Regions from separate parts of the Gossypium hirsutum genome. Here all the other regions are linked to region 1. Evidence: chromatin contacts called from public Hi-C data. All regions are on one chromosome and are shown on one strand. Each heading gives the region's core, a stretch centred on a gene start, on an enhancer-like site or on the middle of the called end of the contact. The rest is flanking DNA. Distances are from core to core; before and after follow the strand shown.

The links. Hi-C and Micro-C count contacts between places; a contact is called where the count stands out from the background.
Region 2: a Hi-C map of leaf shows a contact between it and region 1, with 3 times the contacts expected there. The contact joins the enhancer-like site here to the promoter of LOC107962880 in region 1. A contact is called at or near these places in 7 of 34 Hi-C or Micro-C datasets (callus, hypocotyl and leaf).
Region 3: a contact with region 1 is called in a Hi-C map of leaf, with 4 times the contacts expected there. The contact joins the enhancer-like site here to the promoter of LOC107962880 in region 1. A contact is called at or near these places in 5 of 34 Hi-C or Micro-C datasets (callus, hypocotyl and leaf).

What each region holds. Positions count from the first base shown.
Region 1 is chrA06:34,023,974-34,028,308 of Gossypium_hirsutum_v2.1, reverse strand. It overlaps LOC107962880 (protein NONRESPONDING TO OXYLIPINS 2, mitochondrial), which reads right to left and starts at 3,023. Exons shown (of 3, transcript XM_016899435.2): 1 at 2,612-3,023; 2 at 2,382-2,500; 3 at 1,394-1,645. The coding sequence starts at 2,808. The coding sequence ends at 1,626. It also overlaps the pseudogene LOC107962879.
Region 2 is chrA06:34,580,756-34,585,530 of Gossypium_hirsutum_v2.1, reverse strand. No RefSeq gene overlaps it. Among protein-coding and RNA genes, the nearest start is that of LOC107893945, 24 kb to the left of the region's middle. Within about 2 kb of position 1,705, at least 4 of the 9 cell types and tissues checked have an H3K27ac peak or open chromatin away from gene starts, as enhancers often do. A contact at or near this core is called in hypocotyl and leaf, where this site is marked.
Region 3 is chrA06:34,881,321-34,886,275 of Gossypium_hirsutum_v2.1, reverse strand. No RefSeq gene overlaps it. Among protein-coding and RNA genes, the nearest start is that of LOC121231128, 77 kb to the right of the region's middle. Within about 2 kb of position 3,500, at least 9 of the 9 cell types and tissues checked have an H3K27ac peak or open chromatin away from gene starts, as enhancers often do. A contact at or near this core is called in hypocotyl and leaf, where this site is marked.

The DNA of each region.
Region 1 (4,335 bases), core at 1,774-4,273:
ACAGCAAATGCCAAGTGGTCAAATGACTTCTTACCCTCAACATACTCAACAAATGTACGGAAACCCCCAAATGGGAGCATCTGGATTCGGTCAGCAGCAGTATCTTGATGAACAAATGCATGGGCTATCCATCAGAGATGATAATGGCCTAAGAAACTCTTCGTACCAGGTTTCTACTTCCTCTTACGTTCCACCCAGCAGGCCTTCAAACCCAGAAGATAGGATGTTTGGAGACCTTGTTGACATGGCAAAAGTTAAATCAACACCAACACCTCCTTGAAGAGCTGGCACAATGTGAATCTGAATTCTTTTATTTTTTTTATTATTATTTACATTATTTCAGATGGCTAACTTCCGCTTTTCTCATTTTCAGATTTTTCCCCACTTTAAGCTCTCTCGAAAATTTTAACTATCATGCACATCATCCCCTGTACAGAAAATGGAAAAACCAATCCATTTGGTTTAAGTGGATATTTTTGACATTTGGTTTTCTTTTCTTTTCTTATTATTTGTTCATGTCATAGAATGTATGTATTGAACTTATAAGGCTGTTGTAATATTTTACTCTTCCCAATAGGCTATTTGCTTTCGATAAAGAGTTGTCTACAATTTTATTACTCAAACTCAAATTTGGGTGTCAAATTCGAATATGATTAGATTTTCCCAAGTTTTTCAATGTATTTGGAAGAAAATTGGAGGTATTTTTGTGTTTGACATTTGTGTGTCAAAGAAAATGAATAGTTCGAACAACATAAGTCTTATTGAATTTCTCTACTCTTAAGATGCATTGGATCTGGTGATTACAGACATGATCCATATAACAAACATGAATACAATATAAAAGATAAGGGATGAATGGATGAACTTATCACATTTAATACATGCATCATATTAATTTGTCATGTTTACTACATATATCTTATGCCTAATAACATGAGGAAAAGTTTATTTATTATGTATATATTATAATAATTAGATATAAAATAAAAAATAGTTAGTTTAGATTTAAACTTAAAATTAGAAAAATGAATAATCAAAATATGCGAAATTTTTCCCTTCTCTTTGTTAAAAATAAGTTAGAGAAGTGGTTAAATATTACCAATTGAGTTAGTTTATTGCTAAGCCATATGCTAAAACATACGTAAAAACTAATACAGGACTAATGTTATCAGCTATCAATTAGTCGAATGGCAGCTTGTTACTAAGTTCTACTTCTTTGATCGTTAAAGAGGGTATTAAATGTTTCGAATCCTAATCAAAACAGAAAAAATTGATACCATAAAGACGATAACGATACTACTATCATCCCGAAACTGCAAACTTTCCATCTAAAGACATAGAACGAAGATCATTGACGCTAATCACGAGAGATGCAGAAGTGGAACAAGGAACATAAACCTTAACAATAACCTTGCATTTTAAACTAATTTTCGGAGAAATAAAACATATCTTGGTTCGATTCATGTCTGACTCATTTCTCAACGATCAACACTTTCAGCATCCATCATATCCGTAACAAACAACAAGATAATTATTAAGAATGAACCCTTACAGAATTCGAGTTCGTAATGAAATTACACTCCATTTTGGCAAGAAAAATTACCAGACACTAACCACGGGTGCTGTTATAAAGGCATAGAGATACCTGCAACATCGAAAAAACAACATGAATCAGAACAAATGATATGTTCTTGTAAACATTCCGAAAGAAATAATACGAACGAGATATTTCGTTTTTAACATTATTCAATCAATTTAGCATCACTACAGACTGTCGTGCTTTATGAAGCAAATAAAATGCAGGCTTCTTTGACAAAATAAAGTATCACCAAAGTATGCATGCCTTTACCAGTGAATGCAGGAGGACATTGCAGGCTATAAATCTAAGCTCTATAGAGGAACATTTATAGAGAGAACATCTAAAATCGTAAAACATGCAAGTCAAGATCCTCAAGATAAGAATTTTATGTTGGGAGTCCAGATAAAATTAAAGATGTTTTTGGAAAAAAACAAATTATTTTTCGAGCAGAAAATACTTATGATCAAAAGAGCTTGTAGAAGACAAGGGAGGCCGAGGCAATCAGGTTCGCCCTGGTCATAACGCAAATGGTTATATGAAACAACCACGACACATATTTCAACAATTCATTAATGATTCTTACAATAAAAGGTTGAATTTTTGTGAAATAATACCAATTATAATGATATATGCTCCCATACCATAATTATTTCAAACAATCCTTTTCTCAACTATAACAAAGCAAGAATTCTGAGATAAAAAACTATATTAATAAGCTTCAGTGGTGACAATGTCAAAACAATGAACATTAATACCAAAAATAAAAATAAAAATATTCCATGAGTTGAGTAAATAGAGAGACCTTGAGGAATCAAACCCCAACTCTGAGATTCTATAGCAAGAAATGATCTGAGGCGAGCCGAAGCAACCGCACTGTGCAAAGGCATCATTGAGATTAAGCAGCTCAGCTCCACTGGTAATCTAAATGAAAGGGAAATTCCCATTTCTCTAAGAAATCAAACCAAAAAGGAAAGAGCGAGCAAAATCATTACTTTAGAGATTCAAATAGTTTTAATTACAAACAAGGCTCACCTTGGAATCCCGGAAATGCGCTTCAGTGAAGAAGAAGAAGAAGAAGAAGAAGAAGAAGAAGCAGAAGAAAACTGAGACTGAGAGCTCGATTTCAATGGAGAAATAGTGGGTAACACTGGTTTGCTGCTTTTAAGCTTTACAGGAAGAGCCTTTAACCGAGATGATGATAATCTAGAGAGAATCGTCGAACCAGCCATTAAAGCTTCTTCTCTTTTCTTTTCTTTTTTTCCTTCTGGAATATGGATCCTGAATTGATATTACAGAGGGGTTTAAGCTCTTGTAATTTCTAGGGTTTATGCCACCTTTTTTTTCATGTTTGGTTACGCATTTTAAATCATCCTTATCCTATTCTGATTGGGTCAAGCGTCAATCACCTTAGAGCTTATAACCATTGATTTTCTTCTAAAACAACTTTATAAAAATACGGTATGTTTTTAATTTATGAAATTTTAAAAAATTGAATCTAATGCAAGCGCAAAGTCAGAATAAATTTTTAGGAAGAGATGATAAAAAATTTAATTTTTTATAATCTATATCTTTATAATTTTTATAGGATTAAATCGAATTTCTATAATTTTAGAGGGGCTAAAGTATAATTTTACCTTTATTAATTTAAAATTTTAAAAAAATTCAAATGCCTAAATATAAATTTTCTATTTTAGGGGGGCCAGGGCCACTGCCGGCCCCCCTTGTATCGACCTCTAATCTAAGGCTTACTTTTCATTATTTTTAGACGAACATACCAAAACAAATTAAGAAAATAATTACATAATTATATAATTCAAAAAAATCAGTTATCACTTAAAAAAATTCTAAGACTCTATTTTTTTTTAAATTATGATATTTTAATTGTATTTTATAGATATGTGTACTTAACAAAATATTTTTAATAATACTAACAGTTAAACTTAAATTCTGATCTCTAAAAAGTAAGACTAATCCAAAAATAAAAGTACATGGACTAAATTTTAAATTTATAAAGAGTACAATAGACTTATGACATATTTTAATTTAGTATAAAAATATGAATATTTTAATTTTATAAATATGAGTATTTGTTTAAATAATGCTTAGCTTCATTTATACCTTACAACTTTAATATGTCAATGTGTACTCTTATATATGTAACATATGTAATTTAAATTAAATTTTAATTAAGTATTATTTATTATTAAGTTTATATAGATATTGATTATCACAAAATGTTTTACTATTATGAAATAAATTTTAATTGTTAAAAGGAAATTGTACTATAATATTTTATAACAAATATATTTGAGTTGTGTCTGGTTTACAAAGAATAATGTAAAATATAAATTTATAGACATAAAATAAATTTAATTAAATAATAAAAAGATTAAAAAAATCTCAAAATTATGTTTGTTTTATAAAAAATAGTTTTTATGAAATATTTTCAAAAAGTATATTAAACAATAGAAAATATTTTATGCATGATCATCCAAACACTAAAATATATTATTTAGGGAGGCTATTATAGAAGAGATTTGTGTGGACGAGACCACTTATTCATGGAATCTCAAAATAGGTTAATTTGTTAATAGATTTGTTTTCTCCATTTACATAATGTAAACATTAAATTTAGTGTTTTCCAAATATTTGATATACATGCATTCAAAATTAATGATTTTGAGAAGAGTCAAAACTTTATATTACATTATTATTGACATTAATTTGTTTCATTATAAAAAAAATATGATCTTAAT
Region 2 (4,775 bases), core at 456-2,955, 560 kb before region 1:
ACTTTCGATTGAAATTTCACCAAAAAAGTAATCATTCTCGAAGTAAACAACTTCCAAAGGCTATAAATTCTATTGAAAAAAGTATGATACCCTATCTTCTATCCTAATAGCTTAACAACGATCGTTCGGGACATACTTTTGTACAAGAGTTGATGAACACGGCCTGAGAACTTGATCGACGGTATACCATCTTCCGTTCCGTCAATCACATCACCCTCAAGTAACTGTATGTCATCATCTTCCTTCTCTTTCGAATCTAGACCTGCCATCCTTTTCGAAACAACCAACGTATCTTTGAATGACACTTGTATAACCAAGCTTCTTTCAACCAACTTAGGACTACGCTAATGATCAACAACCATCGTATTATCTTCACTATTGGGGCAATCAAGTTGACAGCAACCTTTTTTTTTGTAGCCTTGTCTTCTGCCATGGGAAAAGGAAAGGAGAAAGGAGAAAAAACCTCAGAAGCAGAAGAAGTCATTGTATTTTATCCCCTTTTAAAAAATAGGATATTCGATATTCTTTAAATGAGATTTCAAAATCAGATCTTATGAACAAAGGAAAAAGTGCTATAAGAATTTTGGAAAGGAGAAAGGAGAAAAAACCTCAGAAGCAGAAGAAGTCATTGTATTTTATCCCCTTTCAAAAAATAGGATATTCGATATTCTTTAAATGAGATTTCAAAATCAGATCTTATGAACAAAGGAAAAAATGCTATAAGAATTTTACTTCTATACTCGACGTGGCTATCAAACAGAAGATGTCTTAAATCAATATTGGATATTAACTAACTATGGAAAGTTGGGTAGAGTTTTAAATTGGTAAGAAAGTTCTCTTGTCTAGGTAGGTAAGAAATGGAGCAAAATAGCTTTCAAAATATGCAACAAATTGAATTTAATTTATTTGGTGATTAAGCGGTAAGCGGTGATTGAACTTGAGTGAATTTGATAGAGGTTTATATGTTGCCATGTTGAAAGGAAACTTGATTGCTTGATTTGGCGAGGCTTAGGGATAAGTCTCTATTTGTAAAATATGCTATAAGTCAATGAGGTCCTCAATCTTGGTGAAGTATTAGCATTGGCAAGCTCATATGTCGCCATGCTGAAAGGAAACTTGATTGCTTGATTTGGTGAAGCTCGGGGATAAGCTTTTATTTCTAGAGTATATTATAAGCCAGTGAGGTCCTTAATCTTGGTGAAGTATTAGCATTGGCGAGCTAAAACTGGGTGCAATAAGACTTCTTTAAGTAGCGTTGAGAGAGAAATACATATAACAAACTTAATTTGACTTAATTTGATTTGAGTGTAGAAACCAATAATTTAAATATATTATGTTCGATGCAAACTCGAATTAATTTAAATAAAAAAATAGCTTGAATTTAAAATTATTTAAACAAATAACTAAAAATGATAACATGATCCAAATTTAAAGTGACTAAAATTCGAATGAGTTAAACTCAAATTAATCTAACCCAAAACACTTAAACCTCAAATTTAAATAATATGAACTCAAAACAACTTAAAAACAATCTAAATCTGAAATTTATCTGAATTAACAGGATGAAAAACCTAAAATAACCCAAGCGCACAATTCTAATTTCAAAGGTAAGTGACGATCGAATAAAGTTACATCGACTCACAACTTGAGGCAGTGGTCTGCACTGTCATTGATGGACCCTGGGCCAGCTTCAACCTATTTTGGTGAGAGATAGTGGCCCAGGACTTGGAATGAGGAGACATGGAGTCCCGTCCCATTAGTTTTACTTTCAAGATGTAAAGTGAAAAGCCTAAAAAATATCTGCAAACCATTTGCTGCCTTTTATGGAACAGTTGCCCAATCCATCACTAGCGAACTGCAAATAATCATAAAAAGATCCTCAATTTTAGACATGAGAGAACCTTATGTTCGGGAATTATTTGCGGTGGAACTTAAAAACTTCATAAGCAATTTAAATGTGTAACACTTACCTTTTATAATAGAGCTTTGCCAGGATGACAGTCTGTAAGCCTCTTGGGACTTACGGTCGCGAAACCATTCATTTTCTCTCTCTCTCGCTTTTTTTTCTTTAAGATGATTTTTTTTACTTATAATTTGCATATTTTATTGTTAATATAATTCTAAAAATTAAATTAATTTTTTATAAAAATCTAAAATCTAAAATTTTATCATTTAAACTTTAAATCTTAAACTTAATTCTTAAATTCATGTCTTTAAAAATTATTAAAAAAAATTAGATGATGGAAATTTATCCGTTAGTCCTAAGGAAATTCAGACTGTGAGCCAACAATTTTCCTGGATATAATAAAATATTAAAAACAATAAATTTTAAACTTTACTTATAAAATTTTAAAAAATTACTAGTATAAATACTAACCGACATATACTAAAATTAGAGAACCCAAATTATCTGTCAAATTGAAGCCTCAAACATCTCAACCTGACGTCCACTGCAATAATATGCAAAATATTGACAATGAAGCTTTTTCAATGTGCAAAGAGCCAGTTTGGTTAATCATGCTCTTATATTATCGGTAGGAAAAAATATGTTAGTGAATAAATATAAATATAAATATAAATATAAATAAAAAATATTTATATAAAAATAAAATAAATATTTATATTTAAAATTTCAGATTAAAAAAAAAATTGAATAAATAAGATTATAAAAACCAGAAATCGAATAAAAGAATTGAGTTTTTCTAGATGTTGAAGCCTGCTTTACATAGTTTCCTTAAGATAGATTTGGCCGCTCCTATGGTAGTTACAGAAACGCTAGTCGTCTGTCTCCCAGGATACAACAACAAGATGATCGAAGCAATAGCACTTCTGCAGTAATCAACAAACAAACATTACCTTCTTCTATCATCGAAACATTGGGAAATATGGAGAGGAAGAAGAGAAGAATTTTGAGAGTGAAAAAAATTTGTTGTGGTTGTGTGTCTAAAAAAACTATGTAAAAATCTTTAGGCTTTTATAGACATTCAATATGGTGGAATTTTAGAAATTTCCATGAAAACAGATACAAAATCTACATTAAAGGAGTCTTTAAATCTATTTGAATAAAATAAAATAAAATTGATTAGATTGTAACAGTCCGTTTTAGGGTCAAATCGGAACAGTGGTTTAGGGACCACGAATTCGAAGTAGAAATATTTATTGTGATAATGTTTTAAGATCTACAATATGATTGAATTATTGTGTGAAAATTTTGTTAAGAGATTTTGTAACACCCCTTACCCGTGTCCAACGCCGGGACAGGATACGAGGCATTATCGGACTTGAACAAACACTACTATGTAAAACTGAGCCATAAAATTTCGTTCAAATTTAAAATTTATTCAAGAACATGCATATCGTGCCTTATATGGGCCTAAGAGGCCCAAAACATATATCGGGGGTGGTTCGGGACTAAATCGTGAACTTTAGAAAATTTTTCTTAAAACAGGGTCACACGCCCGTGTGGACACAAGGACACACCTATGTACCATTGACACGCCTGTGTCCCCAGGCCGTGTAACTCTCTGTTCATGACGTCAGCATAAATTTAATATCACACGGCCAAGTCACATCCCCGTGTGCTAGGCCGTGTGGTGAAAGTAATTTTTGCATTTAAAGTGCAAACTTCACATGGCCTAGGCACACGCCCATGTCCTAAGGTTGTGTCCTCCACACGGCTGAGACACACGACTATGTCTTTGCCCGTGTGTTTACTACCATGCATACTGACTTGTAAAACTAGGGTGCAGAGGACACACGACCGGTACACGCCTATAGGGCTAGCCGTGTGTTACCTGCGTGGACAAATTTGAGGCTATTTTCCAAGCCTTCTTGTCATCCTTAACAACCCCAACACACACTCATATGCCAATGGTGGTTAACATGGCATAAAAGGGTTACTTAGACATCCATAGCTTTAACTCATACATGATAAATTCATATCAAGTTTACCTAATTGGGACTCCTTGACTTGTTAAGTTCATTCAATACATTTCTTTACCTTTATTAATATAGTGACCATACCAATTGGCATCATTTATCCATACACATAAATTCCACATTTTATCAATCATTTGGCACACACAACAAAAGTAATAACACATCTCATGCATGTAACAATATTTAGGGATTTCAACCCAATAATTAATATGAGCCATTTTTCATGGCCATATACAAAATGGAATAATATACCAAAAAGAGCCATCACTTTGGCTAACAAATATGACACATATAAAAAAAAATACTAAGTCCCCTATACATGCCATACTTAAATGTAGTAAACTAATTATACCCCAAAAGATTTGTTGCTAATATGACTCAAGCCCCAACGTCCACGATCCCTGAGCTAGCTTGACGATGCTAAAAGAAAAGGGAAAGGAGAGAAGGGTAAGTACAAGACTTAGTAAGCTGCATGTAAATAAATAACAACATAAGTCAAGATATTCATAGATTAAACATATTATCAATTATCACCACAATATCATACTACTCACATGAACGTAATCAAAATTGACATTAAATGTCATTAAACATCAAACTTATCTTACTCCATTCTACTCATGCTAAATTTCCCATCATGAATCGAGTTCAATACTCATGAGGCTTACATACATACCTGTACCATACATTCTTACTCATATCACTTCACTTCTTAACGCAAAATCTTGAATGGCCCGTTGAACCACCGGAATACTAAAAGACACTCGGGATTGTCATACAACAATAAAAGTATCAATGCCATGTCCCCGACATGGCCTTACATGAACCCACATATC
Region 3 (4,955 bases), core at 2,251-4,750, 860 kb before region 1:
TTACACCTTAGGTTATTTAAGGGTCTTAGACCTATTCAAGTAATAATAAATTTACATGTTAGTCAAATATTTAAAATTGTTTTTTAAATCATACAATCACTTTAATGGTAACAACTAACGATGTTCTCAATGTATACTTACTAGCAATGTTATAAGAATAGATAAATAAAATTATGTCAAATTAAAGAGATTAAATCTCAAATTTCAACATAATAGAAGGATTACAATGAAATTTGATCAATTTAAATGGATGTCCAACCAAACGTGTTCATTTTGGTTTGCTTTTATCACATGCAAAGACTTAACTTAGAATTTAGGTAAGAAGATGGGCAAAACATATTGGAACTAAAAGCCAGTACCTACAACCTTCCAAAAAAAACAAAAAAGTACCTACAAAGCTAAAACTTTATGCATCTTCCTACTTTTTAACTAACCCAAAAAGGATACAACTATTAAGGCTTTTTTAAGCTTGTTTTTAATCTTTTAAATAAATTAATTTATCATTAAATAATGCTTATGTACTTTTTGACTTCAACCAAATTTTATAATCACAGTTTTTTTAGTAATTAGTTTCTATAATTTATTTTGAGGTAATTGCTCCAAATGGCTTTACATTCTAGTTGAGTGCTTAAACTTCTAGTTTCATATTAGTTAGGTTCTTCGGTCAAGTTATTAAGTGTTAGTTTGAATCTAACGTGGACTATATTTAAATATGTTGATCAAATGTTTAATACGTGTGTATATATTATATAAACAACGGCATGTTAGGAAAAAAAGACGTAAATAAATTTTATACGAACAAATTATTTTGACAGGTTAAATCCAAATTATCCATATGATAAGTGCACACATGTTTAATCCATTTAAATATGTTGAATATCATATGCAAGTTAACCTTCAATGTCTAAACTCACAGGACGACTGATAATTTTATCAATCAATTGAGACATTGAAATTTAGTATAATTTAAAAATTAAATAATAATTTAGAGATGGATGATGCAATTAAATTTTCTTTTATATATTTATTTAGCGGCACGCAAAAGCTTAGTTGGGCCAAACAGAATCTCAGAAAAGAAAAGAAAAAAAAAGAAGAGTTAAATACATGTAAATATCTGCCCATTATACGACTCATAATTTTAACAAAAATAGAACTCCCAAAAGGCCTAACCCATGCTAAAACTCTGATAAAAAGTCCAATAAGAAATTTTAAACACATTATTGACAAAACTGTTGATTTCATTCAAATTAGATGCCTTTAGTGATGAAATGGCCCAATCAATCATGTTGGGGAGAGACAATCTAAATACACCCACCTTTTTTCAGCGCTCTCTACCAAAATCCATTTGACAGAAGTTGCATTTTTAAGTGAAGCGGTGGCAGTTGGAGACATTATTTGGGGCTTTTTATGTAATAACTATCTATGCAAATTAGCCTGTTCTACTTATCAAAGGTCTTCATGGGCTTCGAAGATCATATGGCTATATAAACTGACATGGTTTTAGTCTTTAACAGCAAACGTGATTCTTTCCATCACGGAACCGGAGCTTGTTCTTAGTTTTTCATTTTAGGTGTGTTCAAATTATGAATTTAGGATCTTTACCATGTTAAGAATTTGGCATTTAAACTTGACAGTTAAATTCATTTTGGTCCCTAAACTTGAAAAATAAAAAAGTTTAATGATGTGGTACTCTAACATTGTGCCACATCATTACATGAAAATTTAAAATTTATAAATTTTATATAAATTTTCAGGTGATGATGTGGTACAACTAGTTCAACATGTTCCCTATTCAACCAGTTTGATCAATTCAACCAACAAACTAACAATAATTAAATAAGTAATTAAAATTCATAAAAATATAAAAACATAAAATAACAAAAAATATATATTAAACTGGTTCAATTGGCAATTTTTGTCCTAGATTTTAATTTTTACCAATTTCAAACAGTTTCCGTGTCAATCAGTTTAACCCTTTTGTTTGAACCGTTACATTGCTTAATTCTCAGTTTGTCTACTTTGATCATGCTCTAGTAACATTGATTATATCTCCAAATCTTGACAAGATCTAAGTTCAGGGACGAAAATAGATCTAGTTGCCAAGTTCAAAGATCAAAGTAGACAAAAAAATTTACAAGTACCTAAGTGGACCTAATTGCCAAGTTCAGGGGCCAAAACTTATATTATCCGTAAATTTATATACTTTATTTTTAACATAGTTTGATCGTTTATTTTTATAAAATTATTAGTAAATTCAAATTTATAATACCGTTTATTATCGTCAATAAAGAGATGACGCATTTTTAAAAAAAAATAGTTGTAAGCATTAGTTGACATATATTTGCTGTTGATTGAACATAGTTGATTGAATTTTCACATGATATTGATTATGCAGTTGAATAATAGTAAAAAAATTCCACATAATCACTTTAATAGGAGCAAGTAAGGGTGCTAACATTTTGGACTTACTAATATATATCCATAATAAGAGCTGGTAAAACCGGCTTGAGCTTGAAAGGCTGTTTGTGTTGGTCCGAGTCCGAGAAAGCTCGAGCATGAGAAAATCTTAGCCCGAAAAACCAGAGCTCGAGAAATACTCGAGTCTATAAGACTTTGAGTTCGGGACCAATTTGACCTGAGCTTGAGAATAACCTGACTCAAAGTTTTAATTTATAATTAAACAACCATAGACATTAATAATTAATATAGATTTCAATATTAAAAAAATATATAATATTTTTTATGAAAATTTATTCATATGCATGACATATTTATAATAAATTTTTATTAATAGGAAACACAATTAATAGTAATTTTTTATGTTAAATTATAAAGTGAAAATTAAAAATATTAATTTAATATAAAATATTTTTATTACTATGATTATATATGTATAATAAATATATAAAATTAATAGATATTAAAATCTATACTATATAACTATTATTATATTACATAATATATTATATATTATATGATATAACATTATATGACATAGAAGAAGAGCTAACTTTCAAATGTATGAAAAGTATAACGACCTAGAGCATATTTCAAATAATATAATAACAATTAAGAATTAATAATTAATATATAACGTACTTCTATTATATATAATAAAAGATATAATATTACTAGATATTATAATGTTTAATCATTGATGCATATATATCAATTATTAATATATTATATACTATAAGATATAACATTATGTAATATAGTAGGGGGGCCAACTTTGAAATTTATAAAAAATATAGGGACTTAGAGCATATTTCAACCAGTATAATAATAAACAATAATATATGATAATAATTAAAAATATTATGTACTACTCTACTATTATAACATGTGATATAGTATTATTTAGTGAAATAATATTATATATATAACTATAATTATATTATAGACTATAATAAAATATATCATATCTGTAATGGGCCGAATCTACCCAGGCCTAATAACAAAAAATCAAACCCAGATACCCATTTACAATGGGGCCCAATGGCCCAAAACCTAAACCTAAGTTTAGCCAAACAGCCAAACCCTAGCAGTAAGGAGCTCCGCAGCCCTAACCTGCAGCGCCGTACAAGCTTCCAGCGCCTCCGTACGCCGTACACTTCCACGCGCCACGCATACCTGCAAACAGACAAGAAAACAACAGCAAATAGAAACAAAAAACAACGGAATAGCAAATAAAGAGGGCTTGTATTTTCATTTTTGATTATTGTTCGGCTAATAAAACCAAAAAGCCTTTTCATTGTAAAACTATGAACGCACACTACAATACATATATTAAATAGTAGAAAAGAAAAAAAAGAGTGATCTAAAGGTGATTTCAAATTTTTCCCTCTTTTCTGTCAATTTGCTTGCATTATTTTGGCATAGAAAACGAAAAAGGATGCTTGAAACAACACCGATGAAAGCCCTCATGTCTCAGGAATATGGTGATTCGGGCTAGGGTTGTTTTCTCTTGTTTTTCGTCGGATCTCGCCTTGTTTTTGACAGAATAGTACAGGATTTTAAAGTTTCTGTTTTTTTAAAAAAAAGGGGAAAGGAGTACTCTTACCGAATCTTCGTGGGTAAGGCTTTCTTCAGCAAGATCCGATCCCTATTCGTGCACCGTCAGCCATCAAATTGATAGTGGTTTGGGCAGTTGCTTAATGAACCCAAAGAGAATGAAGGGTTCTGTTTCTTTTTTTAAATTAAAAGGTTATTTGTGTTTTGAAAGGAAAATAAATGGGAATATGGATTTTAGCATTAAAATAAGTCTGTGCCTTTTCATTAGAAGTGGGAAATTTGCGCATTAAATCCTTCCTTTTGCGCGATTATTCAATTGTGCCTTATTTGTTTTGCCCTTTTTTTAATTTGGCTCTTTAATTCGTGCGCGTTTCCATTTTAGTCCGCGATACAGTGCTGCGTTTTGGGCTAGGGATATTTGCAATTCTAATCCCCAGACATTCATGCGCCTTGTACATTGATCTTATTTATGATTATTTGTATGTTATTTTGGATTCAATTTTAATTTGGTCTTTCATTTGTATAGTTTGCTAATTTAAAATGCATTTAATATTTTATATGTATTAATCCATGTTAATAATTTTGTTTGTTTACATTTGTATAATTATTTTGAGATTTTTTTTATCTTATTATTTTTACATTGTGCATCCCATTTCTTTAAATATTTTATACATATTTGTATATACATCATTCTTATTAAATTCTTAATCTATAATAAACATTATTTTGAAGTTAACAACATTCTTATTTATTTTTGACAAGATCATCGTTTTAAAATTCTTTTTACATTAAATTATTTTAATACCTCATTATAAAGTTTTAATTTAAATATTTTTATATATTGATACATAAATTATTTTAATAGAGTTTTCTATTTAAAATATTTCTTGATTCATGATTTACTTAATGTTTTTATGTATATATGACACTATTTTGGGAAC